Linked DNA regions of Gossypium hirsutum: all the other regions are linked to region 1. Evidence: chromatin contacts called from public Hi-C data. All regions are on one chromosome and are shown on one strand. Each heading gives the region's core, a stretch centred on a gene start, on an enhancer-like site or on the middle of the called end of the contact. The rest is flanking DNA. Distances are from core to core; before and after follow the strand shown.

The links. A called contact is a pair of places that touch in the nucleus more often than the background predicts.
Region 2: a contact with region 1 is called in a Hi-C map of leaf, with 2.9 times the contacts expected there. The contact joins the promoter of LOC107920272 here to the promoter of LOC107913337 in region 1. A contact is called at or near these places in 6 of 34 Hi-C or Micro-C datasets (hypocotyl, leaf and seedling).
Region 3: a Hi-C map of leaf shows a contact between it and region 1, with 3 times the contacts expected there. The contact joins the promoter of LOC107913335 here to the promoter of LOC107913337 in region 1. A contact is called at or near these places in 7 of 34 Hi-C or Micro-C datasets (leaf, petal and seedling).

The regions. Positions count from the first base shown.
Region 1 is chrA13:92,163,628-92,166,848 of Gossypium_hirsutum_v2.1, reverse strand. LOC107913337 (protein NOI4) reads left to right here and starts at 1,683. Exons shown (of 3, transcript XM_016841891.2): 1 at 1,683-1,839. The coding sequence starts at 1,834.
Region 2 is chrA13:92,491,285-92,494,505 of Gossypium_hirsutum_v2.1, reverse strand. It overlaps LOC107920272 (nuclear transcription factor Y subunit B-9), which reads left to right and starts at 1,610. Exons shown (of 2, transcript XM_016849888.2): 1 at 1,610-1,746. The coding sequence starts at 1,692.
Region 3 is chrA13:92,442,852-92,446,072 of Gossypium_hirsutum_v2.1, reverse strand. LOC107913335 reads left to right here and starts at 1,486. Exons shown (of 4, transcript XM_016841890.2): 1 at 1,486-1,759; 2 at 2,312-2,379; 3 at 2,577-2,811; 4 at 2,936-3,221. The coding sequence starts at 1,660. It overlaps LOC107911400 (mavicyanin), which reads left to right. Exons shown (of 2, transcript XM_016839233.2): 2 at 59-529. The coding sequence ends at 444.

The DNA.
Region 1 (3,221 bases), core at 434-2,933:
ATATAGCATTGCAACACCCGATCTACAGACTTTTATAAAAAATTATAAAATAAAAATGAATTAAAATTGCATAAATAAATAAAAATCTTAAATAATATTGAAAAATTAAATTTAACACTTACCATTTTCATTTGTTTGACGGAGTTGTGTTTATTATCAAGACGAATTAATTCTCCTGCCATTGCTAACAAGATCGAATATTTTTATATTTTAAAAAATTATTCAGAAAAAATTTAAATAGAGCTTTTTTACAAAAATTAAAAAGAGCTTTCAGAGAAATTTGAGAGAAATTTGAAAGAATATTGAAAGGATGAAACGGGGGTGTTATAGTTTTTCTTTTTACCGTTGGGGGTTCAAATGGTCAAAAAAAAGGACCGTTGGGGGAGGGGGTAAAACGGGCAAAACGCTCCCCCAAGGACGAGTTTTACTGACATGTCACCTGAAATCGCGCTGACGTGGACGGAATTCAGCCCTTTCTGGTAAATAATAAAAATATTGGCCCATTTCCATAAATATTAAAAAAAGACTTTATCTTGTAAATTACCCAAAAATATATATATACGTATTAACACAAAAATAATTTTTGTTTATATGGGATGGCTGAATCTATAATGCTGCCTTTTATTACCCCTTTTTTCCTCTCTCAAAAGGGAAAAAGAAAAACCCCTCAAAGAAAAAGAGGAAAGAATATCTTTGACAAAAATATATATATATATATATATTATAAAGAGAGAATCTTATTGTATCTTCTACTAAAATTAAAGAATATATAAAAAATCAAACTATTTTCATTGGCTATAATGAGCATCTTTTATATAATTTAATCAACAACTAGAATTGACATTTGCATCTAATTTCTCATAAATAAAACAACTCATACTTTTATTAGCTTCCAACTCAATTTCTACATTTCCAACTTCACGTTTTTTTAGTTTTATAATCAAATCCAATTTTTTTTTTTATTTTTATTTGGTACACTAATTTGTGCCAAAGTTTTTAACTTGAAAAAAATTGTTATTAAATTAATAATCCTCTACTACTAAATATCAAAACAAATACTTTCTTCAAATGAATTTTGTTTTTAAAAAATAAATTTATTAATTTATTCAATGAATAGAACCATATAATTAAAATAAAAAAAATAATAAATAAGAATAAAAAATTTATTTGATTTAAAAATTAGAAACTTTGATAAATTTAAACGGATTTTTTATTATGTTAATATTCATTGCAATAAATAAAATAGAATTTGAACCAACCCTAAAAATAAAACAAGTCCCATCTATTTATTCATGTATCTCTTAAATGATTTTGAAATAAAATTTCAACACGCATGAATAAAATAATTTCATGAAAAATAATCAATCAAAAAAAATTATTTTTAGATAATTTAAAATTTGAAAGGTTTTGAATCATTATACTATATTTTAAAAATATCAAAATTAGTAATTACTTTTTTTAAAGAAAAACAAATTAATTAAATTAATCCTCAAAACTCTAAATTGGTGAACAGCGCCAGCAAATCATTTGTCAACATCTGTCACCGCGCCGTTTGCCAGCTCATCTTACCGTTCCCCGTTATTTGTGCACCTTCCACGTCATCATTCACGGTTCCACTGACGGCTCAATTTAACCCTTCCGTTAACCGTCAAAGCTAACGTGGTTTACCCCAATTCCGTTATATATTATTTTTTTCCTGTCCTTCCTCGTTTCTAATTCACATTTTCTCGTCTAAAAAATTTCATTTTTTTTCCTTTCTCTTTATAAGCTATCATTCTCTCTCTCTCTCTCTCTCTCTCTCATTACGAGAAGGGGTTTCTCTTTCAAGAATTCATGTCGGTATGTAATCACTTTTTGTTTTTGTTTTTAAAAAATCCGTTTAAATTTGTTGAAAAAAAGGTTTAGTTTTGTTGTTTGGTTTGATTTTCTTGTTTGTGATGGTTTTGAGCTTTTGAGATTGTTTTGATTCATTTGTTTTTGGGTTTTTGATTCTTGTTTTTATTGTATTTTCCCTTTAAAAAAGAATCAAGCTTGATGTTGTTGCTAATCATAGCGTTTTTTTAAAAGGCACGTTTTTAGTGTATTATTAAAAATTTACCCTGTTTTATATGCTTTTTTGTTTCTGTTTTTCTTTGACGAGTTTTGCTGGAAACTGGTTTTGAGCTTTTCCTTTTATTTAAACTGATGAATTGTATACCATTTGAGCGAGTTCCTTCTGTAATAGCATGATTTATGGTGGGAAATTTGTTTTCTTTTTAAATGTAATTTTATTCCATTAGAACTTTGGAGGATGGAAGTTAGATTCATATTGAATGAAAATGGAATGCATTAGGAAATGGCTGAGTTAGAATATTGATTAGCTTTTTTTGGGAATGTTTTGATGCTCTAATAGCTTCATCATTGATGTCATAAGCCTATAAGTTTGTTCATGTTCTGAAGTGAATGAAATTTTCTATCCACCACATAATTAGAGAGTTCTTTCTGAGATCTATGGCAATGATTCTCCCCAAAGTTGTGACCTAATTTATGCTGGGATTTCCATGAATTGATATAATTTTGATTGTTAGCATATGTCACTTCGAGTTCGACTTTTTGGCCGATTCCTTTTTTATCTTGTTTTTAAGATAAGCGAAGCTTTTCACTGCATTTCATGTTATATGCTTTTATATGGTAACTTTTTCATTTCCTTAAATGATTATTGTGATTTGTACAATTATTGCTTACTGTAAAGATTCTGCTTTACCTGTGTAATTGGTTGTATTGTTGCTATCTCGGTTTGTCTTTTTATTTTCACTGTTGTACCCACCAAGCATCTCCCTGTGAATAATAATAGTCACCAGTCAGTCATTGTATAGTTGTATAAAACAGTTTGTTTCATGAACCATTTATGATTGTTTTTGTTAGGCATATCCTACTTTTAAGAAATATTGAATGCTTGTAATCTTAGACCCAGTTTTATTTTCGGTTTGTGTAAGTGATCAATAACCAGTGTTTGGTTAATTTTAAACATGGACCAAGGTCTGTTTAGGCCCTACAAATGAGATATAATAATTCAAATTCAAAATGGTACCTGACTGCGGAAAGATCGCCTTCCGCATTGCTAAGCATGACAATTGATTTTGCAGTTGTTAAATAAAGTATTCTTTTAAGCTGAAACTGATGTTAGAGCCTGCTAGTGTCAAGGAAACTTTTCTGGCATTTAGAGGTCGGATTGTCTCAGT
Region 2 (3,221 bases), core at 361-2,860, 330 kb before region 1:
TTTTGTGATGTTGATGAATTTTTAAGGTATACCCTCTAACTTTACAAAAAAATTTATTTTAGCCTACTATTTAAATTTTCATTTCTTTTATTCTTTAAACTTGCTTTAATTGTCAAATCACTTCAAATTGAAAACAATTTTTAAATTTTTGCTAGCGTGGCATACACATGGATTGCCGTACCATTGTCACATCAATAATTGATTAATTTTTTTAAAAAAATAAAATTACTTAAACAATATAAAAATTATAAAAAGGTATCTTTAATATTTTAATTTTTAAAAATTAACTAATTGTTAATGTGCTACGTGGCAATTCATATGTATGCCATATCAACAAAGTTAAAAAATATTAATTTTTCTATCTATTTTTAGGTAATTTGACAAATAATACAAATTTAAAAGTTAAAAAATGTAAAAGAATAAATGAAGAACTAAAATATTTTTTTATATATAAAATTGGAAAGCGAAATAAATTACGCTAATTTTTAATTTTATCAATTGAGACCTATATGTGTGAATTTCATTGTTGAACTAGTAATTTTATAAATTAGGGATGAGCAATTTGACGTTAAATCAATTCCATCGTTAACCTTCTTATTTTTTTCATGGTAGATGATATTGATATTAAAAATTTATAATGTTTGAATGAGTTCATGTTATAAATCAACTCGATATTAATTTAATTAAAGAAATTATTAAAATAATCTTATATGTTTCAAATAAATTATATATTACAAATGTACTTTTGTCTTTTTCTTAGTTTATCATTTTAACTAAAGTTTTATTTTGATATTTTTATACATTACAATGTTATTATACAAATTATTTCGCCCACATTGTTTGTATATATTGTATGCGTTGTTATTATTAATTTCAAATATTATAATTCATTATTTATTTATATTAAATTTAGATATATACATGTGTTCTAAATATATAAATTTTATGCGTTTTATTTTATTTTATTTTATAGTGTGATATGAGGCTTTATGTAGAATAAATTTATAAATAAACATGAAATATTTTGTAATGCATATTTTTAAAATTTAACAGTTAACGTAGACTAATATGATATACATTAATACCCAAACAAAATACAAATAATTTAAAAAGTAATGATTAGGAATACTTATATAACAAGTTTGATATACCAAAAATAAGCACTTTCCAAGGTAAGAAATCATTAAACAGAGGCAATTAAGAGTTGGTCTTTCAATGGAGAGAAATTTGTTTCTTTGCTATAATTATTCTAAATTTATCAATAAAGGCGGGTGCAAAGAAAGAAATTAAAATTTAAAAATAATAATATATAAATACCGAATATAAACCATAAAATAGATAAATAATAATACTATTTTAAATTTGATTTATCATATAAATATTATAAAAAAATATGTTTGGAAGGGTGGAGATAATAATTTAGTATTTAATAACTTCTTCTTTATGAGTGGCCACCTGGTAATTCCGGTTAGGGGAAGGGCAGGGGCCAATGAGAGAGGGTGGTGTGACCGGCAATGCTGACTTCCTCGTTAGAAACGCCTGTTCGACATGTGGAGTGCATTTGTTTCGCACTATAAATTCCCCCCTAACATAGAATGGTCTAAATGCCCGGCCCCATTCAAAGAACACCAACACTACTCCTTTCTTCTTCTCCATTTCTTTTTCTGTTATTTTTTCTTAGAGGCAAACTCATGGAACGTGGTGATGGGTTCAATCGTTTTTACAAGCATGCAAAATCAAGTTCAGGTACACCAACCCAAAGCCTTCAAATTTTTTTTATTAAGTAATAATCTACTGCATGCATGAATATATACTGTTTTTGTAAAGAAAAAGAAGAAGAAAATAGTTGGCTTTAGCAGTATTATTATGATGTTAATTTCTTTGCATGCAACGCTGCAAACATTGTATTTCCATCATTGTTTGTGAGGTTAGTTTTAAGTTGAAAGGTAAATATATATTGAAATCACCTTTTTGACTCTTGATATGTAACGCTTGCTATATCTCGACTCACTTTTCTTTTTAACTAAAAATCTAAAATGTGGGATAACCAAATAAATCATTTTCAATTTTAATTAGAATTTCAAGAATAGCTTGCATGCAACCTTTTCAACGCTCTCCTCAACAAATATTTATTCCCATTATATCATATCATTTCGTATTATTATATAAATTTTACTATGTTAATAACTTGTTTCTTTGCGTCTTATTTTAATTTCTTTCACATAGTTTGAATTCATACTAATTCTTGCAAGCTTGACAAGGTCTTTATTTTTCATTTTATTCTGTCTTTATTGTAATAAAAATGAAAATATTCTCTCTCTTTTTTTTTATAATTTTAAATAATTAATTGGGAAAGAGGAAATCTTAAAATCTGGAGAAAGGGGGAAAAGGCATTGACTTTGGGCTGAGACTCCCAACAAAGAATCTAAACAGTGATAGGTGGGGCCCGTATTTTAAGAAACTAATTTGGGCCCATCCCAAATGGTGGGGCCCAATTAATCGTCCGTGCCTGGATTGAGGCACTTAACCTCACTTTCTGTTTGGCACGTGTGACGTACACCCCACTAAGGTGGCAGTTTTTCTGATTTTCGTTCTTCTTTCGTTCCATTCCATTCATAATGAAAATTGAAGATATAATTTTTAAGTTGGAGTTTAATTAGATTCTATTTTGATTTAATTCTTCTATCCTGATTTATTATGGTTTTGGTTTAAATATATTTTAGTTTTTAGTCCACATAATTCAATTTTAGACTTTTACTTATAATTTTTGGGATTCTATTGTTTTAATTATCTTTGTAACTTGTTAAAAAAAAAGGATGTGGGTTAACATTTAACAAATATTTTTTTAAAAAAATTAAAATTTCTTTTCTAATTAATAAAAAATAATTATTTTTAAATAATTATTATTAAGTATTGAATTTATTATTATTTAGTGAACAATGCTTCACTCTTTCCAAACTTCAGACTTTTACTTTTTTTTTTTTTAATTTTGTCATTTATTGTTGCTTTGACTTTATGGCAATTTAATGAGGTAAAAACATGTATGTAAAAATATATTTATAAATAATTAATGTAAAATTTTAATTAAATTTTGATTGAAATATAAAATTGTTTAAGTTATTTTGGATTTAAATTATATTTTTATAGATTTTATATGAAAATATAAGACGATAAGAAGACACTATCATATTATTATTTTTTACTTTAAATAAAAACAATTA
Region 3 (3,221 bases), core at 237-2,736, 280 kb before region 1:
TTACATACATACATATATAGATATATAATTTTGCTTATGTTTGCTTGTGTGTTATTAGATTTCAAGTACAGCAATGACTCAGTGTTGGTGGTGAACCATACAAGCTACACTAACTGCAGTGTTTCGAACCCAATCCTTAAGTTCAAAGATGGGGATACTGTTTTCGAGTTCGATAGGTACGGGTTTTTCTACTTCATCAGCGGGGAGCGAGGTCACTGTAAAGCTGGTCAGAAACTGATCATTCGAGTAATGGTGCACCCTGCGATGAGCTCTCCTCCGCCGGCGCAGTCGCCCATGGAAGATGGCGGATCCAACGACGATGGGGATGGTTGGGATTCGATTTGGGGACCTCCACCGCACAATTCCACCATCAAGCAGGCGGTTGCATCTTATTTCATGACGGCTCTTGGGGGAATGCTGGTTATCATGTATTTGCTCATGTAGTTATTAATATTATAGGAACTGTTTCTATATATATATATATTGTTGGTTTCATTTGATATTCTTAAAAAAACAAACTATTTGTGCTTTTCTGATGTTTTTAGACTGTTTATGTCGTATTTGCAAATAGTTTACTTCTTTTGCTTTCATTAGTACCCATTCTGGTAAGTTTATATACGTTGAGCAAGCTTTGCGTAGAATATAAATTTTATTTCGAAAAGAAATTCTCTATGCAATAATGTACAGAGAGGAGTGGTTAAAAATTGCCATGAAATTCCAGTTACACTGAGCTTTGAGTTATAATGTGAATAGGGAATTGGGATTAAAAAGACGTGAAATTATTAAATATCCGTGATGCATGTAGATTAGGGTGTAATTCAAGTCCTAAAATGTTTTGATTTTAAGGAATTCAAGTCATAAAATTTGGATTCAACTTCAGATATCTACTTAATTGGCTGCTAACAACCAAAAAAAAAAAGAAAAAAAAGAAAAGAAAACTAAAATTATTAGACTTAATGGTAAACATATTAAACGAATATATAAATTTGAATCTTGGAAATAAATTATGAATTTTGAAAGTATTAATACATTGAACATAGAAAATCTTAATTTCACACTAAAAAATATATTTGGACTCGATTTTAATAACAAGTAAACTTGATTTTCATATTTAAATTTAAATTTGACTCCTTTAAAAATAACCTCCTTTAAATTTGAATATCTTGTTTTAGCTTGAGATGAACTCTAATACAAAACTTTCGATACTAATTAAAAAATTATTAATTAATCTTGCGAGCTACTTATTTTTTAAAGTATTATAATATTGGAATTCAATTAGCTGGAGATTCATTTGACAATGATAAAACCCAGACCAAAGTTTTTGGAGCCAACCCCAGTAGCCTCAATCAACAACTTGTCCAAAGCTCCATAGTACGGAGCAGGCTAGGCTGGAAGCTTCCTGGTTTCAGCCCCACTGGGCTAATTAACTCCCTCTACTGGCCTCTAATATTAACCCATTTAAAATCTTGAGTAAACCATAAAACTGTCACTTAAAATGTGTTCAATCTTTCCAAAAATTCCATAAAAAAAGGAAAAAGGAAGAAGAAAAGGTGTTTTTAATCTAAGATACAGTAACTCAACACAAAGCAACTTGCCCTTATTTGTTTTGTTGTTGATGAAGTCCTAGGTTGTCTGTCACTGCCCAGCTTCGACCCTGGAATGGCATCTGACGATGAGGTAGCAGTTTTCACGCACACCAACTTAGGCACTCACTTGGCCATCGCTGTCTCTCCCAATACCACTGTCGGAGATTTTCACAGTAAGCTTACAGAACAAAAAAACCTGAAAACCCCATCATCTTTCTTGATTCCCATTGAATATTAGTGTCTTTTTTTTTCTTGGTTTTCTTTACAGTTTCCCAGTTGCAAAGTTGCTGCTTTATGGAATACAGATATCAGTTGCCAAAAAAAAAAAAGGCATTTTTATTATTATATGAAGTGGGAATTTCTGATCATAGTCATTTAAAACAAAATTGATACCCGGAAAATCCTCCCTTTCATGACTCCATATGAAAATTTTCACTTTCCCATTTCCCCCTCCAAATAGTTTATCAGAATTGTGAGATAATTGCATTTTTTTTTTGCATTCGTGTTGTTTGATTGCTGCTTATGGATCATTGGTAGATTAGAAATTGTATAACTTAAAAACTTGATCAACACATTAACACTATTACTATCAATGCAATGATTTGTTATTATGATAGCTTCTTCAAAGTGTTAAAAATATGGTGAGACATTCTGATAATTTAACTTTAGATGAAATGCTTTGTTATTATAGCTCTATTAATATGTGCCAAAATCTTAACGTGTAGGGGAACTTGAGAGAACACACCATGCTTGTTTTCCTGAATTGGGAAAGATTGAAGTTCATGCATTAATGGTAAAGTTCATATTCAATCCTTTCTTTCTTAATTTTATGTCTATCGACGGGTTGTTTTCTCAAACACAAGTACTTGTCTAATGCACCGGAGTCAGACACCAGTACTTCAAGAATAATGAAGAATCAGAGCAGCATAGTTTTCCTCTGCTATTTTACTTATAACTTGTTTGTATGTTCTGCCTTTTGTCTCTAAGTAGGTAAGGCGAAAATCATGTTTTTATCATCTGCCTTCTTCTATGCCTATAAAGTATGCTTTCCAGCATCAAGTTGGAACATGGTTCCTCAATATTGAAGCAAGGACTTTAAAAGATTCAGGCAGTCCATGCTTATCAAACTTTGCAGCTATTGAAGTTGGAGATCATAAATGCGATGGCAACCGTCTAACCGGTTCTCTTGTTCGAGATACCAGAGAAGGGACCACAATATGTAGAGGTAAGAAAAAAGAGTAACATTTCAGTGTATCTGGATGATGAAAATGAGGCAAGTGGCAGAATCTCAAGTTTTAATCCCTTAATCTTCACTTCTGAGTTCTGACTATGTGAGGCTGAATCTGCAGATGCGGCAGAGTGGAATTCGGGTTCGTCATCGAGAGCTATAACTGCTGACGGTGTAATCAATGGATGCCTATTGAACTGCAGTGGAGTGAGCCAACATCCAAGTTCTCCAGGCAGTGGTAGAGCCATGCAGGGTCTACCAGAAGAGCAACTGAGAACCAAAGCGGACAATGGTTACTGCTCGAGTGCCTTGGCGCCGTTTACAGTGCGAACACCCCCAAAGCAATCATTGTTTTTGACACCAGTGGACCGAACCACCAGAATTCGAAGAGATAGGTTTGGAAGTAG